2 separate regions of the Mus musculus genome follow, and region 1 is linked to region 2. A link is a contact called in public Hi-C data. All regions are on one chromosome and are shown on one strand. Each heading gives the region's core, a stretch centred on a gene start, on an enhancer-like site or on the middle of the called end of the contact. The rest is flanking DNA. Distances are from core to core; before and after follow the strand shown.

What was found. Hi-C and Micro-C count contacts between places; a contact is called where the count stands out from the background.
Region 1: a Hi-C map of liver shows a contact between it and region 2, with 5 times the contacts expected there. The contact joins two enhancer-like sites. A contact is called at or near these places in 1 of 39 promoter capture datasets (liver), 1 of 484 Hi-C or Micro-C datasets (liver) and 3 of 115 datasets of contacts at active chromatin or transcription factors (epiblast stem cells, hepatocytes and large pre-B cells).

The regions. Positions count from the first base shown.
Region 1 is chr10:123,119,301-123,122,485 of GRCm38.p6, forward strand. It overlaps Usp15 (ubiquitin specific peptidase 15), which reads right to left. Exons shown (of 22, transcript NM_027604.4): 20 at 2,272-2,375. Among named protein-coding and RNA genes, the nearest start is that of Mon2, 44 kb to the left of the region's middle. Within about 2 kb of position 1,516, at least 10 of the 459 cell types and tissues checked have an H3K27ac peak or open chromatin away from gene starts, as enhancers often do. A contact at or near this core is called in hepatocytes and liver, where this site is marked.
Region 2 is chr10:121,614,375-121,617,194 of GRCm38.p6, forward strand. Xpot (exportin, tRNA (nuclear export receptor for tRNAs)) reads right to left here. Exons shown (of 25, transcript NM_001081056.2): 4 at 2,758-2,814; 5 at 2,241-2,310; 6 at 631-849. Among named protein-coding and RNA genes, the nearest start is that of Xpot, 11 kb to the right of the region's middle. Within about 2 kb of position 1,362, at least 18 of the 459 cell types and tissues checked have an H3K27ac peak or open chromatin away from gene starts, as enhancers often do. A contact at or near this core is called in hepatocytes and liver, where this site is marked.

The DNA of each region.
Region 1 (3,185 bases), core at 266-2,765, 1.5 Mb after region 2:
AGTGTACATTAACCTGATGGTAAGTATCTTCACGAGGGTAGAACACACTCATGTGATGAGAAGTATCTATATAAAACTAGAACACATTCAAGTGATTTGACAAAGCCTTTGAGAATCATTTCTAGCAAATTTAAATACTTTTTTTTTCTAAGTTGAAACGTGTGACATTTTTCAGAGGAAGAAAAACTATGGTAAAATAATAATATAAATAATTTTTAAAAAAAAATTCACATAAAAATATACCAGTGGTAATTAGAGATAGTTCCATTTATGTAGTGGTTATGTAAGCAGGTGCAATACTGTGCACTGCATCCACATTCAGGCACCACCCCGATTCTCACTGGAGAACTAGGAACCTTAGGCTTCCAGAGGACAGTTTGCTCCAGGCAGTGGAGCTGTTACTCAGGCTGGGTCTGATGCCTAAGTCCAGCATCTTTATTCCTTAAGTTCCTATGACATTTTCCTTTCTGACAACCTTGCTCAGTCACCTGTGGCTCTTACACACTAGGATTTCCCTGCCTTTAATAGAGTACAGAACAGGGAAAGATGACAAGTGGTACTTTTTACTCCATGCTTCGTATAAAGGATGCTCAAACCCCCATGTGCTACCAGAACACGCTCCGACCATAGCTGTACACATACACATTAACCATCAACATTCCGAGGTGCTGAGGAACAGGGTGGCATGACAGCTTCCCCTGGGGAGCCTTCAGCCATTTTCCCTCCTTGCAACCACACAGATTCACAGTAACCAGCCGTGAACATCTTCTGTCTGTGTTCCCTCTAGGATCCTGCATGCAACAGCCTCACGTCTTTCGTTCTGTATCCCTTCTTAAATCTGCTCAGCGGCGTGAGGCCTAATGCATGTGCTGAGCTTGTCAGTCTGAACTCAAGAGAACTGCAGAGTAGACAGCGCACCCACAGAAGGAATATTCTCAGTCTTAAAGAAAATGAGAAAACTGTGAGATAGACTAAATAAAGAATTTCGTAACCCTCTTTGAAAATCTTAGCAAGCTAGACCCGTGGAGAGGGTGATTATAAAGCAACAGTGAGACAAGAATGATAAAGCCAACACACAGCCCAACAGCAACTATGAAGAGCCAGTCCTAGGTAAGCCGGAGTGGGGTGCAGAGGGTAGCCTTTCACAGAGGTAACAATGTCCAGATGTAGGCAGCAACAACAACAACAACAAGAGAAGACTGACAGTCCATAATGACACGAGACAGAAAACCCACGGGTCAGGCCCAGATGTAGGGATATATTCTAGTAGACTTGTTGGGATAGTTACTGTCCATATTGTTCTGGTGATTTCAGAAAGAAAAACAAAAGCAATGTAGCTTGTTTTGGGACGATAGATTTGATTTCAAAGTGAAGTAATATATATAAAAAAGACTATTTCACTTATGACTGAAATCGTTAAGAACTCTACTCAGTTAATGCAATCAAGCGGGCACTGAGAAGGATAAAACGATGACCACGGGAATGGCAGTCGTCTGCCCAGTGCAGTGTGAGCTGGCACAGGCAGCCTCAACTCCCATCCGCTCGGCACGCACGCTCACTGTGTGAGGAAGCGGCACTATGGACAGCTCAGAGGCATCCTTGGATAACAGACCATAAATACTGACTCGTTTTCAGTCTTACAGTAGTAGAGCGTTAAGTGTAATTTGGAGTGGAAAGATAAATGCCATAATTGTAATCATAAAAAGCAAAAGATTAAATAACAAGAGGAAGTTATTGAGATCAACAGTACCTATTGCTTAACAAATAAATATACATGGTTTCAAAGTACGCAGGGCTGCAGAGATGGCTCAATAGTTAAGAGCACTGGCTGCTTTTTCAAAGGTCCAGAGTTCAATTCCCAGCAACCACATGGTAGCTCACAAACATCTACAGTGAGATCTGGTGCCCTCTTCTGGCCTGCAGGCCTACAGGCATACAGAACACTGTGTACATAGTAAATAAATCTTAAAAAAGAAAAGAGTTGCAGAAGAGCACAGCTGCAGATACCTGAAAAGGAGCGAGGCTGATGGGTGGGAGGGACAGGACCTTAGACAGACAGCATGTGCCTTCCTGGCCTTCAGCTGAAGGGCATTAACTATTCCTATATAGAACTGGCTTTTAAAATACAAGCTATACAGGTGATTCATTCACCTAAGACTATTGAACAATGATTATAAGCAAGATTCATTTGACATTTTATTTACTTAAAAGTACTGACTATGTTACAGGAAAAAGTACATGAAAAGGTTAAAATGTAAAATGTCAACTTACAATGTCCTCCTCCCATCCCTCCATAGTGGTTGGAAACAGCAATCAAATTATAGCGGCAAGGACCTGCATTTGGGTTAATTAGGAATTCTGACATATCCAAGTCACTGTTAAAAAGGAAATCAGAGGTTAAGGCACACTTTAAAAGTGATGAAATATTTCTCTTCTAAAGCAATAAATAGTGTCTTCTGCTAATACTGACTCTCCTATATGTATTCATGCATGTGCATTAATACAACAACATCAGCAACAAACACACATACCTCATAGAAGAAATTACCCAGAGATAATTTACCAAATGAATTGGACATGTACCCTTGAAATTTTAGTGTTTAGGGGTTAATAATTCAACACTGAATGTTATTCTGATTGATGTTTTCATGATTCCACATTAATTTTCAGTGTTCCAGAGAAAAAAATTAAAATGAAAAGTAAAAATCAACTTTCTTAGTAATACCCATAAATTAAAAACTTTGAGAGAACCCCCTGCAGCTGCTTCTGTAACCCAGTATACCCTCTAACTGCACAGTGCTCCCTGCTCACAGACTCACAGACGAGGTGGCTCCATCCAGTCACAACTGGTTAGACACAGAGACCAACGGGCCAACCGTGGGGTACTTGTTTCCACTTAGTGCATTTACAATCCAGCCCTCCACTTAAATCTCAGGAAGATCATGGCAGGGGAGGGAAAGACTGTAAGAGATTGTGTCTTATAACGACAACGACAGGGGTGGTAGTGCTGGGGAAATGGATCAGCATGAGAGACCATCAGCTGCTCTTTCACAGGGTCCAGGTTCAATTCCCAGTCCCCACACGGCAGCTCTGGCCTCTGCAGTCACTGCACACATGTGGCACACAGGCCTAGGATGCAAACCATCTACAAAGTAAAACTAAATCTCAAGAAAAAAAGAGGACAG
Region 2 (2,820 bases), core at 112-2,611:
CCAACCCCCCCCCCCCAAAAAAAAAAAAACCTCTCACACTCTGTACTACTCATATTTAGACTCAAGTGATATAGATCAAACCCTGGGCCTCCTGCGTACCATGCCTAAGGCTGGCCTAAGGGTGTACTACCTCCGTTATAAAGAGTCCTTGGTAGAGATGATATAATATATTCAACTACTAGTGCTACTCAGCAACCAACCAATTTTAGAAGGTGGCAAAGGAGATGCTGAGATGCAGGAAGGGAAGGGTCATGGGCTCAGGGACTATGACTGGCTCAGACTCCCAACGAGGAGGCGCTGACACCCACGCCACAAGCCATTGCTTCTTGCCAGTTCAGAAGCATTAATTATGGATGGCACTTCACAGGAGCTATGTGACAGTAAACTTGTGTACTTTACTGGAGAATACAGTGGCTTAGTTTTAGGGAACTAAGGAATGCTCTAAATACAATCTATGGGGCGAGAGGGGTTAAATTTCACTGTTGGCAAATTCAAGGCACTTGGTACATCTGTAATCTAAGAACGAGACAAAGAAAACGACTGCCTGCCCTTTCTGTCATGTTTGCTTCCCCTACAAAGCCTACATTATGACCCCCCCCCCACACCCGCCATGCACTCCAAGCCACTTGCCTCTGACGTGTGAACCACGTCCCGATCCACCAGCTCTGAATCGATGGCCATGAGGATCCGCAGGTACAGGTCCACGCCCCTCGGGTTTAGGTCCACAACTGAGAGGATGTCAAAAAAAAACTTGGGCCACTTAGTGAGATACTCTGTAACAAAAAGCAAGGCGAACACTTGGGCCGCTTTGTTCCGTATGAAGGTCTTCTCTGGCTGCGGATTCTGCATCTGACAAACAGAAAGAGTCATGAAAACACATTGGTTTTCCTACTTATCACTCGCGGGCAAAAACGGAACCAAACTTCAACATTGCCCAGATTAGTGGCAGCACAGCTGTGCAAATTTACCCAGGTGAGCAAGTGACTGGTCACATGACTATACAGGAACAATGGCCGCCCCTTAGAATTTTTCTTTCCCTATAGTGTTGGGGATAAATCTGTATGCTATGCAAGCATTTTACCAGAGATACATAGCCCGGCGTTTTTTGTTTTTTTAAGGAGGGGCTGTTTCTTTGTTTTGAGTCAGGGACTTACTCGTAGCCTAGGCTGCCCTCACTCAGAGATCTGGCTATCTGCCTTTGCCTCTATGTAGGAATCAAGGTTTGTGCCACCAGGCCCATCCCAGGCCTTGAGGTTTTGTTTTGTTTATTTTTGGTTTTTTGGATTTTTTTTTTTGAGACAAGGTCTACTAGGCAGCTCAAGTTGACCTTTAACTTGTTACAAAGTACACGCTGGCTGCGAAATAACAATATTCCTGCCTCTACCTTCTGATCACTGAGATTTAGGCACAGGAGCCACAAACTCTCAGTCATTTAAGTTTCATGAACACAACTTTAACAATTCACATAATTTCTTCTAAGGAAAAAAATTCAGTTGTTCTTCCTTCTTCAGTTCGATTGTAAAGGAAGAGGCTCTAGTTAACCCGGAAGCTTTAAATGCTAAGCTTAACTATAGTTAACCAGGAGGAGTGTGAGAATAAACAACTTATTGTTCTTGTAGAAGTGCCTCTGTATATTGGCTGTGTCAGCACAGGCCAGCTCTAAGGACCGAACACAAAAGCCGGTCCTGTCAGGAGCTTAAGACTTAAGTCAATAAACTCTAGGGGGTAGAGGGACGGCTCTGCAGGGAAGTACAGGCCCTGATCACGCAGAGAGCCGGAGGTCAGTTCCTAGAACCACACTGGGCAGGTCACAACCAGCTGGAACTTCAGCTGCAGGGAGTCTAACACCCTCTATCGGACTCTGTGGGTACCTGCAGTCAGGTGTACATACCCACACACAAACGTATCTATACATAATAGTAATTTAAAAAGCTTAGTTTATTTTAGATAAAGAATTTCTTTTTAAAACCAAAGTTCTAACTAGGTGTGATGGCAGGCACCTTTGATCCTGGTCTTTGGGAGGCAGGGACAGGAGTCCCGGGCCAGCCAGAGCTATACAGTGAGACTGGGTCCCAAAATAATTTTTCACAGCACGTTACAGAAGAAAGTCCAACAGTTTTGGTTATGAGCGCAGCCTTAAGTTATTACTGTTTCTGCCTGTGACCCTCACGACTAGCACTGTAGACACAGGATGAAGCAGACAGAGGGCTGCTCGAGGCACAGAGGAATGACTGTTTTACCTGAGCCTGAAGCCATGAGAGCAGTGTCTCCCTGATGAGCTGCTGCTGAGCAGTGCTTAGTTCTGAGTACCTGGTAAAGACACAACAGCAGTGCTTAATTCTGAGTACCTGGTAAAGACGCAGCAGTCACTGCATTTGTGGTCTGTGGCTTTCAAAGTCAATCTCACCTATTGAAAATGGAGCATTTTATAGTGTTCAGGGTTTCCTAAAACAATGTAAACACCCTCTGTCACAGTATTGGAAGACCGCACAGATCAGAGCATCAGACAGACTAGAGTCACTGAACTCAGATTCTCGGTTCAGTTCTCCATCAGACAAAATGACAGCTATGTGATTTTTCTGACTATGTGGTGAGGTCTGTAGACTGATTTAGTTTGGGAAAAATCACAACAGGTTCACAGCCCAGAGAGAATGTCTACGCGGTTAGTTTACCACCTGTATTTTTGGTTTCCTCAGAAAATTCAAACATTCCTATCCCGACAAGCCGTGAAGACTGGAAACAGTGAAATGGCCTTACTTGTATTTAACTTGATGCTCTAGTACTTGGAAGCAGAAGAACTTTACGTGGTCATCACTGAAA